Linked DNA regions of Bicyclus anynana: region 2 is linked to region 1. The links are chromatin contacts, called in public Hi-C maps. All regions are on one chromosome and are shown on one strand. Each heading gives the region's core, a stretch centred on a gene start, on an enhancer-like site or on the middle of the called end of the contact. The rest is flanking DNA. Distances are from core to core; before and after follow the strand shown.

Region 1 (6,470 bases), core at 2,005-4,504:
TAAGTAGGTAGGTACGTCATAAAGGATTTAATTGACTCTTAATAAACAAGCTTGATCAAGGAAAATTGAATCTTTATTCAAAACAAAAATACTTATTATACAATTATTATTAATAGCCTCCGTTTTCCTACTAGTAGTGTATACTAGCCCATTATGTCAATGTCATACAAAGTCATCATACTCTAACCAAAAGCAAAAAAATCTCTACGTAAAGAATATGCCAAATTCGATTAGCACATATCGTATCTACATTGATTTTCCAATCCTTTTAGCTTTTTCGAGAAACTTTTTGAGTTCATTTTCTACTTAAAAGTATGGAAACCTATACCTAATACTTGCTAGAGGTCCTTCTTGCAAATTGTAAAGAAATTGTTACGTAGACTCATAAGTACAGTTGACAATCTAGCATTGATGTTTTTGCTCTAAACAACTAATAGGAATTCTTGTCCGGCTTCTGTTTTTCTGTTACATATGATTTAACATTCAAAGATAAAGAAAATTAGCATTTTCTACTTCTACTACTTTATACAATCCCATGCTCCATGTAAAGCTTATTAAAGTTTTACAGGAGTGATAGTGGCTGATGTGATGACAAAGGTTCAAACTTACCGTGTTCAAGTCCTCGATCCTGGTCATAACGCCCATGGCCATCTCCCTCCTGTCTGCGGGGGCCTCGGGACAAGGGTAGAGGGTCGCTCTGAAACCCTCGCATATTTTCTTCACACGGGTCTTCAACTGGTCTCCTTGGAAGAAGATGATGAACACGGATTTGTACACCTGGTCCGACTGTGGGCAGGAATAATAGATAAATTAGAAACGCTGTACTGTATTGTGTCTACAAACCAGGAATGGCCTAAATGTTGATACTAGAAATTTATACGGAAGGGATTTTGAGGAATTACCCTTTAAACCCATTAGATAACACTTGCTTTAAAAGTGAACGAAAACATAGTGAGAAAACTGTACGGCTTAGAATTCTTTATGATATTTACATTCGTTCGCTACTCATCTGTAGTTATAGATCTCACGTTCGAAGCGACGGTGTAGTCGTAAAACACGACTTCGCAGATTGCATCGTATGTCATGCAGCTTTAATTCTTCAGAACTTTTGTTATTGAACAATGTATTCGTATGTTACGTGGAAAAATAAATATACATTCTATTCTATTATAACCCCTACAATCCTTCTCATTCTAATAAGTAACGAGCCTGTTATGGATTCCTGATGGAGATATTACTTGCCCTCTAGAAAATCGACATTCTAAATTCTGCTTAACTCTAAATTTTCTACAAGGCAGCTAAATTTCAAGCATGTTTCAATGTATCCAAAAAATTATAACAAAACCAAATCATCAAACAAATGAAAGCATCCAATCTAATCTTACTGTTCACTTTTAGTAAAGCTTACTGTTAGCAAAACAGAATTGAAAAGGATGTGATATTTTCGCCGTTCAATTCACCATTGTTTGCGGAACACACTTGCTTATATTTTTGCATTTAGTGGTCGTTTGTTTGAAATTGTTTTTACATAACAAATATTATAACAATGGTGCATTTTATTGTCTGAGTATCTGTATTCTTTATATTCAAAGTATGGAAGCATTTGACACGGAATGGATAGAAACCAAACAGCGGTGGCGGTACACAATCGCGTTTATATTTAGCGGTACTATTTACTGTTGTTATTTGGCCTTCGGACGTTTAAAACTTTTCTGTAGGCACAGTTCAGGGCTAGCCCATCCCATCACGTAGATCAGATAATGGGCAACGAATTACTAATGACTGATCAACAATCTAATGATTTTTTTTATTACTAGATAATTGTTTTTCAGTTTATACTCTTTTACTAAAAAAGCTTTTGATTTTACTAAACTTTGATGTTACTTGGCTATATTTTTAAACAAGACCATTTTATTAGGAAATTAATATACAAATTATAAGTATTACTTACCGACGACGGATCTTCTAAAGGTGTATCAATTTCAGCCTGCCTCAGGAAAACGTTTCCCCGACAAGCACGCCACAACATCCGCTCAAAGGCCGGGATACGCTCTCGTAGAATTACACCAGCAACGAAACTGTGAGGGAAATATTATTTAAAACGAACTTTACACTGGTTCACCGAAGGTAGGACCTTGACTAGGGGGCCCTTTGGAACCACTTTTGTTCCTTTTGTATATCCACGGTAATTTAAATAATCATAAATGCAAAAGAGACCTTTTACACAATGGAATACAAAAAAGACTAAAAGTTGTTCCACATATAACAGTCTCGCTAATTATATGTATTAGTAGCTACATTTAACTAATAAATTAACCCCCAAAATGAATAATATGTATAATTGTATATGGTAATAAACAGGCTACAGATTTAATCTTAAAAAATCTTAGGAGTAGCCAGTGTTTTCAGAACGAAAAAATAATGTAATGTTTGAATTTGTCAATGAATACTTATTTTTATAATTTTGTTGATACATTTTGACTAACCAAAATCAGTTCATTTGATTGTATGTGTTTTTAAATCAAAATGTGTCAACTGCATACAGAATTTACATAAGATAAATAAAAATAAACTGTGCATAAATGAAACAGAACTTTGCCGAATGCTAATAGCATTGAATTACATTTACGATTAAAATCAACTAATGTAAATGTATAAATTCTTTTTAGATACATCAATACAATAAATACAATGAAACAATAATAATTATTATCAGTTTCACGAGGTTTAAAGTTTCATTTATGCCATATTTAAAAAAAATGTAATATTTTACAAAATGCAGTTTGTAAATAATCGCAAGTATCAGTGAAAGAATGTTAGTCACGATGCTCTATAAGGTCTGTCGATCGTCACAACGAAATCTCTTTGATTTATAGAGAAGTATTGTGATTTCTTATTACGTTAGTTTTGTCTTGTATTTTAGTCAATATTTCAAATAGGATCATCTATAGGAAGCAATCATCTTTTTCATTTCAAAGTAAGTTTCAGTAACAGGCTGATTTTCAACATAAAAAAAAACAATAAATAATTTAAATGTAGTTTTATATTGTTTTTTGATTTCTTTCGTGACGTTTGGCATGATCTGAGTGGCAGTAGTATTAATCTTTCGTTGTCTTTTGAAGAATATCAGAATAAATTGATCATAATACACCAACACAGAGTAACGCTTGCATCTATTCAACAGTGCAAATATACGTCATTCCAACGACACAGTAGAGTAAACATGGGACTGAGTATTTACAAACTGCATGTGGGAGACATTGATATGGCCCGTCTGATTACGGACGCGATAAACCTGTATGAAATTGTCGCCATATGTATCTTGTCCTACATAGCTTTATAATGGTTTTAATTCTGTTATAGAGCATTTTAAAAATACTATACACAGCAAGTATACACTACACACTATATACAAATGGCCGCAGAGTTAACTACGAATTGGAAAATGTTGTAAAAGGCTAAACAGTAGTGAGACATTGTAAAGCCCAAAGTCTTCACTAGCTAACGCACGTAGTGAGGATCCCAAATACTAGAGAGGGCCTAAAGTTATGAGATAATGGAGACCACAGGTAAAACAATTGAAAGAAAGAACTAAAAAAGATGGCTAGATTGTATGAAAAACTTGCAAATGATGAAAAAAATAGGAATGTGGTAAATGTGAAGAAAATAAATGCATGGAGAAAAGTGGTTGAGGAGGCCAAGATCCACAAAGGGTTGTAGCGCCGAAGGAAGTAAGTATACACATAAAGTAAATTGCGCTTTATTTCATGTAACTAAGGTTTACTTTACAGATGCTTTGAAACTTATTTTTATAACACTTCGTCTGAAAATGGTTTCCCAATTACGCCAAAGCGTCCTTGTTTTGAAAACTGGTTGAATTAAACCAATCTTTGTGTAATTCAATTCAATATAAATTCACAAAATATGATTTTAAATTGAGCCGATTTGTTATTAACCCCGATTGATAATACGTTTATTATCTTACTACATTTTACGCTTAACAGATTAACAAAGATTACGTTCATCGATCTTTTAGGCTTAGTAGATTATACAAATATATAGTTATTATTACTATTTGCTTCTAAATAATTCAACTCATAGTTAATATATTATTGTATTAACAGTCTTTGAAATGTATTATTCAAATAATACCTCCTCTTTTTTTGGAAGTTGGTTGACAAGTAAGTATTATGCGTGACAAGCACCTCTGCCTTGTACAAAATTTATGTAAATGAAGATAATTTTGGTACCTAACGATTGGTGCATGCAATGTATGGTTACGTAAACAATAATAATTTTGTCTATAGACAAAACACTGTGAAACCATGTTCACAATAGCCTTGTGATATACATAACCGCTAGTAAAAAAAAATGTAAGTATTCCTTGAATAATGGATTCCTTTGAATATAAAAGGTTTAATATGGTCATATTCTTTGTCTAAACAAATAAGATATAAATTGTATAGACCATTAGATAGCAGTAAAGACCTTCATCATAAATTAATTCTTTCATTATATTTATCCACGACTTCAAATTAATTAATATATACTCATTTAATTTTTATAATGCTTTTGTTTTAGAGAAATAAAAATTGAACATCTGAACGTCATTCTTCACATCATAATAATTCGTGCCGCATTTTAGGAAAATAAATATTAAATGTAGTTGCTTCGTTAAAACTAATTAAGATAAAAATATATTACCGAGTCATGTGGTAATTAAAATTTATTGTCTGGTAACACTGTAACTAATCATCTTTTCGTGATACTAGTTCAGAGTACTGAGCAGTTATCTCTCCCTATGTCACATATCCCGGTAAGAGTGTACTTAACTAACTCTTTAGCATTTTGTACATAATATATTACTCAACTGCAAAACACGATTTCATTATTTTTTTTTCCTCTGTCTGTGTAAGTGCCGTAGGCTCCATAATGGGAACTCAGCGGCGTCACCGGGGGATTTGGGCAAGCGCAGAAGCATCGCCTGATGGGGCCCGAAGGCACAGAAGCATGGACGGACCGACACTCTAAGAGCGTCTCCTGAGACTCGGACCTCGGCTTAGATAGAGGGCCGTTCGGGAAGGATGAGTTAAAAAGCCCATCGTTAGGGTCCGATATCGGGGACCAAAGATAAAATTGTTTGTGTTGCCTGGGAAGCATTGTCGTTCGTTATGTCATCGTCAGGGTCGTAAAGGACGTTTTTTGGGGGTCTAGATCTACAATTGGCGTTAGAATCGGGGGTGTATATGCAAGCCTCAACTAGTTAGTTGAGGTGGGTGGCGGTTCTCTCAAAATAAGTTATCGACAGCTGTTTCATATACCGAGGTATTATGGGGAGATCTAGGTCTCTATGTAAGTCGTTATTGCGTACAAATCACGGAGCGCCTGTGGTCCGACGCATTAATCGGTTCTGAAGGAAGTGGAAGTTTTAGGTCGCATTTGGGCGGTGGGCAAACACTACACTAGCGTAGGTCATTATTGGAAGGATGCTAGTCTTATTGAGTGACCTTGGAGCGGAGGGATAGTTTGCTTTTAGCGCATATCGTATGGTAGAGACGAATCATCACATAAACTGCTCTTTTTCTGGCTTTATGTATGTGAGTCGCGAAGCTCGTGCGGGTATCAAAGGTCACACCTAGGTATTTGGCAGTGCGTTGCCAGGGAATGGGTAATCCGTGTAAGGAGGTCTCTTCTAAATCGAAAGAATGCCGCGCAAGGTTCCTTGAGAAGAGCAGTGCTGCATTATTCTCTGAGTTTACCCCATTTGCGAAACCAATTTACGAAGTGTGTTACCGTTTTCTGGAAGCGGGCTATTATAAATCTACAGTAAGGGTGTGTCACAAACTGTGCGGTGTATTCACTCGTAAAGAGTGAATATAAATGTGGGGAGAGTACGGAGCCCTGAGGGACTCCCGTTCGAATGGGCCTGGGGGACGAGAGAGTGCCATCTAGGCGGTATCGAAGGGTTTATTTCATTGGTCAAGTGGTTATCTTAGCTTAGTTGCTTCAGGTCACGATGTTCGACTCCTTGTTCAGACTGTGAAGTACTGAGCTTTTATTTATTCAGGAAATTTTCATTGAAAATTCTCAGCTTAGTGGAGAAGTTGCTGTCATCACAGCCCCTTGTCTCAGAGTCAGTTCAGGTAATGCACATACATAGGCGTGAACCACTATCTACCTTAAGGTCTCCTTACGAACCTAGATTGAGGAAGAAGTTTTATATTTTGTGCGATTTGTACGTAAAGTGCATATCTTAGTACGCCACTAACATACGTGATCTCAAAGTGAAAGCAGCGCAAGCGAAGTTGGCAACACTTGAACGAATTTCACTCTTCCAACCGAGGCACGTTTGGAACCCATGACTTAACTTCATTTACATTTATACTTTACTTATCATCCTTAAAAAAACAATCTGAAGTTTTAAAAGTGCTTGTAAACTAAACCTAATTGAGTTATATGAATTTTGACTT
Region 2 (6,470 bases), core at 1,823-4,322, 40 kb after region 1:
AAGATTTGACTGTTTTTATTAAAAGTTTTGCATTTATGTTCATGTTTTTTTTTTTATCTACCAGAATATTGTTTTGTTTTAAATAAGAAGTGAATTGTTATAAACCTATGCCATGTTAATTGTCAAAATACTTAACACACAAAATTTTGAAAAATCTACAAGATGTGAAATTTTGCAAATTTTTGTTTATAATATCCAGTTGTCCTAACGGAAAAAGCTGATATCTTCGTATTAGCTTGATCATTATAATTTATAGTGCATTGACACTGCATTGGTAAGAACCTTCAGAAATCAGCTTTCTAACAAATACTATGTTCAAATCATGATACCCACAGAAACCTCTACCACAGATTAGTGAAGTAGGTAGGTACCTAATGTAGTGGCGTGCATAAGATATTTACCTAATGTATGCACTATACCTGGGATTCGTACAAAATGGAAAATTCTATTCAAAATTCATGCCACTTATGGGTAAGCAGTACATTTTTGCATCTATGAACCGCACGCTACTGACTTAATGGCGTGCACAAAGCTTTTGACTAGGCTAAGCATTATACGCACAAATTGTAAAAAATGGAAAATTCCTTCTCCAATACAGATACGTCATGAATCCTGGGCAGGCAAAGCATTTTTGCACCTACAGTGAATGTTAGTGATAGTAGGTACCTATCTACGATTACGCGCTGATAAAAGCTGGAAAAAAAGTTACAAAAAAATAATGAAATTAACAAGAATATGTATTTTTGTAATTTCAGTGTTAATAATTTATGATTTCATAATAATGTGTTGAGCAATAGTGGTGGCACATTATGGACGCAATTGAAAATCGCTGGTGGGAGTCTTCGGCGGTGGCTAGTCACAACCCTACCGGCCGACGTACCGCTAAGCGATTTATCAATCTGGTACGATGTCGTGTAGAAACCGGATTTTCACCCTACGATTACTCATAAAAAGTTAGCCCACTAAACACTAACCATAATAGATTGCATCATCACTTACAATCAGATTGTAGTCAAAAATTCAAAATCTCCCTCCACGTAGTCAAGTCAAGGGTTAATTAGTTTAATTCATATGCGTGACATGTTCGATTATTATCTGTACTACAGCTGTTTATGGTTTACTGTATCTAAATATTGTCTATGTCCGACTAAGAGTGATGTGCTACTACTATCGATAAATGTTATTTCATATAGCTGGTAGCAAAATTAAAAAGGAGGAAATTATACGTTTCACTGAATACATTATTGTCTAGTGATTATGAACCCTAAGTCTCTAGGCTTGTCACGGAGAAGCCTAGAGACTTAGGGTTCATAATCGCTCGCTCATATCGGGTTATTTACCATTGGAGTTGTTTATATCGCGTTCTGTTTTGTTATTGTTTTTTTTTTGTCGAATTATGTGGAACAAATAACACGCTTGTAGGCGTTACCAGAATAGTATAGAATCATTGTAATGGATATAAATACGCGACCGGCGCGGTGCTCAGGCTTTTAACGTGGCGAAAACCCAGGCGATCTACATAGGGCGATCCCACCTACCGCCCCCGGTGTCACTAATGGATGAGGCTGTCGAATGGTCCCCGACGGCTAAATACCTCGGAGTGACCATAGACAGGAATCTCTCCATGCGACACCACGTGAAAAATGTGGTCACGCAGACGCGTGCCGCACGGAGCCTCTTGCGCCCTGTGCTAGCGTCTCATCTGCCTCTCCGTGCGAAGCTGGGCATCTACAAAGTATACATCCGCACGCGCCTTACATACGCGGCCCCAGCGTGGTACGCGCTGGTCTGCGAGTCGGGCCGCAAATCGCTACGAGCGCAGCAGTCACTAACCTACTACTAACTAACTAACTAACCTACTACTACTAACTACATACGAAACCAGGCCATCTCCAGAGATCTGAACATAGAGAGCCTGGATGACCACATTCGCCGCCTGAGCATCTCAATGTTGATGACGGAGCGCGATCCCAGCACTTGCGAGGTATCGCGCCATACCATCGACGGAGTTTCTCCGGCGAGCTCGACCTCGCTGAGCAGTGGGTGAAGCACCACGAGGATTTACCACTCTGTCACAGTTCCGCAGACCGCCCGCGATATCTGCGAGCTCGATCGCGATGCAGCAAGATAGCACCGGATCTGATGAACCCATTGTTGACACCACGGACCTAAACGGGTCCTACCCAGCGCCCCGCCTGTCGTTGCAGGCGGCGTCGAGCATCACAGAGAGAGGCCAACGCCCCGATCACTATTACCCCGTGAGCCGTGAGGGTTACCGTGGAAGACCCATTCGTCGCTCAGGGCAGTTGTCTTTCAGAGCGAAACGAAATAACATCAAGTGTTACTAGCGACACAAGTGACGTAACCGAGTTCAGCAATAGTGAACTTGGCTACGATTTTGGACAACGAATTGCCTACGGTTGAAAGTGTGTATATATACTTCGATTAAGGAGTGGAATAAAGTCTCAAACGAGTCACCAGGTGTTTAATTCCAAATCCTCGAACTCTATTTCGTAACAATATATTTATAATTATAGTCCTGTAAGGTAATAACTTATAGTCCTGTTTACAAAAAAAAAAAAAACCAGAGAGTGCCTTGGACCACACAATTATTGAAGTATACTTTTTTAGCTCTCCCTTTCAACGTCCATTCTACAAAGATAATTTTATACTATGGATCGGTTACGTCCCTACAACATCACCGCAAAAAGTGATCCAAATAGGTTACAAAACTGAGCACACACGTGCACAATTTTATCTTTAACTCCATTATAGATTTATGAATATATAGTTTTTACACTTCCTGACTAAATACATATAAATAACATAAACTTATGCTAGATTGCTTCAGTCGCTAGAACTTTGATTTAAAAAAAATGTAATCGACATGATTTATATCGATACATAAACAGCCCTAGCAGCTGACAGTTCGAACAATCGTGACATTTCGGCAAAGTTCGAGAGCGTTGCTCTCTGGAATTAAATTTTTCCACCAATAAGCTTTAAGCGCGGGAGAAAAACTTCATTTCTATTGGCTGACGTCAAAGAATATTCCAGAAAACGCGAGTGACGTCTACCAATTACGCGCTTGCCTTTATATTGCTTCAAATGCGTCAGCCGCCAATTTAATCTACCATTTTATTGAAAACTGTCGTAATAAGAGGCCGCGATCGCGCACCTTTGCTGAGTGTACTATTTAAGTCTACTGAAGTTCTACATTAAGATAAAACAGTGAGTATTCATTTTTAGGTTTTAAGTTTAGTAACTTCTATCTCATTATAACTACTTTTATTTGTAATTATCGTGTGGATTCCTCTTTGTTAAACAGTTGGGCGTCTATGATGCGGTACTTCCTTGAGTTCCTTGTACTTTTCTGATGACTCATTCTTTTTCCGAAGTCATTAACACCTTGAACCGCGTATTGAAATTGCTATTCTGTACAATAACTATCATCTGACGCCCATTACAGACTTCTGAGTAGTAAAAAACTTGACCATGCAATTGTCGCACGTGGTTGCACCCATTTTATTTTAGAACCATGACGATTTACGATATAACTATCAACGTTGTCGCTTTCCTATTATCACAGGTTTCCCTATAAACGCGCATTGTTCTTCATCGTTCGGGAAAGTTCCACCGATCGATAATGCGTTATGGCGTCCATGCGTTAACCGCATGACAGCACTTTGCTTTGATAGTTTGCTATCAGTAATATCAGGCTGAATATACTTACAACTGCAAGCATCGACCTCAAATCTATAGATACGCTGTGCTAAACTCAATAATGGTTGAAAATATCTTCAAAATGTCGTAATTTGGGCATATTTCCGTTGTTCGAGGATGCTTTGCCGCACCCTATCGCCGCGTTGATTGTTCTAAAAAAACGCATTTACCGCTTACGCTATTAGACGGCTTATTCTAATATCTTAGTCTGTCTATAATTTTTAATATTTGACTGTATCGAGGCAGGTACATACTTCGGTTTTTACTCGAAGCTACTTCAGAATAGAATGCAACAAAAAACCTTTATCATAGGTTAGGCCGCTTTAAGATTCTCTGATATATTAAGAGCGCTTGTACTTCTATGTAATATATATTATAAATTGTTCACACTTGTGATGAGTGTAAATAGGGGGGATATCATTGACGCGTGACTCATTAGTAACACCTGTATTGAGATTTGAGAAATTAATAATAATTTTCCATTTTGTAGTATTTGTTTGTGTAGGTAGTAGTTACTAAGGACGTTTCTAATCTTAATATCAATTTACATAAAACATTAAAATAGTCAACACCTTGAGTTAAGTAAGAAGCGTCATTATTTCTATTACTGAATACTTCTGGACTGAAAATAGCTTGCTCGCCCACGCGACTGATTTATTCGAAAGTTTTTACGAAAAAAAACAGCTGTTAGCATTGATACCACTGTACTCTGTACGTATTATGTAATAATGTATTGTATAGGATTATGGTTAACAGAAGGTGAAAAATCAAGGTACTTTACAAAGGCCTTCTCAAAACCAGCTTGTAAATATTATAATAGGTGTGCACTGCTGGGGCGTGCATAAGGTTGTAGATCAGGGTATGCACTAGTAAGTCAATGTAATGAAACTGGGAAAATGTGTATTGGATAAGCATTACCAAATAATTTTTTAGTTAGTTAGGGTATGCAGTGCTTTAATGCATGTATGAAGTGCGTGCCACTGGTATGCAGTGGCACGCACTTCATACTATACTTCATATAATCTTATTTACAAGTTCTCACTCGCTACCACATTGCATAGGTCTTATTTAGCTCATTCAAAATTTATTGTTCCAGATGGCTAAAGCACCTGCGGTAGGTATTGACCTGGGAACCACCTACTCCTGCGTGGGAGTGTTCCAGCATGGGAAGGTGGAGATCATCGCCAACGACCAGGGCAACAGGACCACACCCTCATATGTCGCGTTCACAGACACAGAGCGTCTCATCGGCGATGCTGCCAAGAACCAGGTGGCAATGAACCCCAACAACACAATTTTCGGTGAGTCTTCATATTGGACACTTTCTTTTTTTTTACAGCCATAGGATAAGACAAGCAGCAGGCTAATTTCTTCATTTGTGAAAGCAATATTCATCAGTATGCCCCAAGATGTGCACCCAAATCATTTCTTCAGATTAAAAATAGACCAATGTTGACCAATAATTGTTATTCTCTTCACAAATGCCACTTTCCCTCACAAGATAAAGATAGCTGACTTGTGCCTGGTCAATCTTAGATAATAGTGTAAATGTCAAGTTGTTATCAAGTTAACTTATCACTTTGAGTCATATTTTATTTTTGTTTTGCCTGTAATGTTTCCTTATATTTTGTATTCATACATAGGTAACAAGTACATAATTTGTTGAATGATTTGAATTTTCCATGTTCACCCTGCTATTTTCTTGAAACTTACACAGAGGTTAAAATATAATTAATTGGCCATGTATGGTTTAAAGATAATCAGACTTCCTTGACTTTAAATGGTGTTGCAAGGTATAATGAGTCATTGCTTGGATTTTTTACAAGTCTGTGTGTGTGGTGGCATTGACGTGTCTACTCACATTAGTAATTAATATCTCATTACCGGTTATGTTGCAACTATTCTATACAAATAGATCCTTTATGATGATAACCAATATACTAGACTAGAGTCTCTGAACAAAGTGAATGAGATCAATAATCTGAGAACACTTTAGTAATATTTAAACATTTATGTGGTTTGCAATTGCAGTAAGTAACCTTAGTGTCTACTTGTTACAGATGCCAAACGACTCATTGGCCGCAAGTTTGAGGACACCACCGTGCAAGCTGACATGAAACATTGGCCATTTGAAGTGGTCAGTGATGGAGGCAAACCAAAGATTAAAGTTCAGTACAAAGGTGAAGACAAGACCTTCTTCCCTGAAGAAGTGAGCTCAATGGTACTCACAAAGATGAAGGAAACAGCCGAGGCTTACCTCGGTAAAGCGGTGCAGAATGCAGTAGTTACAGTTCCAGCGTACTTTAACGACTCACAAAGACAGGCCACGAAAGATGCAGGTACCATCTCTGGCCTGAATGTTCTCCGAATCATTAACGAGCCTACTGCTGCTGCGATTGCGTACGGTCTAGACAAGAAGGGAGCTGGAGAACGCAATGTCCTTATTTTTGACCTCGGCGGCGGCACCTTCGACGTGTCCATCCTGACCATCGAGGATGGTATCTTCGAAGTGAAGTCGACCGCTGGCGACACGCACTTGGGAGGTGAAGACTTCGACAACCGCATGGTCAACCACTTCGTGCAGGAGTTCAAGAGGAAATACAAGAAGGACCTCACCACCAACAAGAGGGCGCTCCGTAGGCTGCGCACAGCTTGCGAGAGAGCAAAGAGAACCCTGTCCTCCTCCACACAGGCGAGCATTGAAATCGATTCCCTCTTCGAAGGTATCGATTTCTACACCTCAATCA

What was found. A called contact is a pair of places that touch in the nucleus more often than the background predicts.
Region 2: a contact with region 1 is called in a Hi-C map of whole larva, with 3 times the contacts expected there. The contact joins the promoter of LOC112052645 here to the enhancer-like site in region 1. A contact is called at or near these places in 2 of 2 Hi-C or Micro-C datasets (whole body and whole larva).

The regions. Positions count from the first base shown.
Region 1 is chr12:1,216,512-1,222,981 of ilBicAnyn1.1, forward strand. It overlaps LOC112052636 (V-type proton ATPase 116 kDa subunit a 1), which reads right to left. Exons shown (of 19, transcript XM_052884878.1): 6 at 1,952-2,078; 7 at 610-786. Among protein-coding and RNA genes, the nearest start is that of LOC112052638, 18 kb to the left of the region's middle. Within about 2 kb of position 3,255, at least 2 of the 8 cell types and tissues checked have open chromatin away from gene starts, as enhancers often do.
Region 2 is chr12:1,256,254-1,262,723 of ilBicAnyn1.1, forward strand. It overlaps LOC112052645 (heat shock 70 kDa protein cognate 4), which reads left to right and starts at 3,073. Exons shown (of 3, transcript XM_024091819.2): 1 at 3,073-3,231; 2 at 4,820-5,024; 3 at 5,784-6,470. The coding sequence starts at 4,820. It overlaps LOC112052637 (transmembrane protein 161B), which reads left to right. Exons shown (of 9, transcript XM_052884879.1): 9 at 1-36.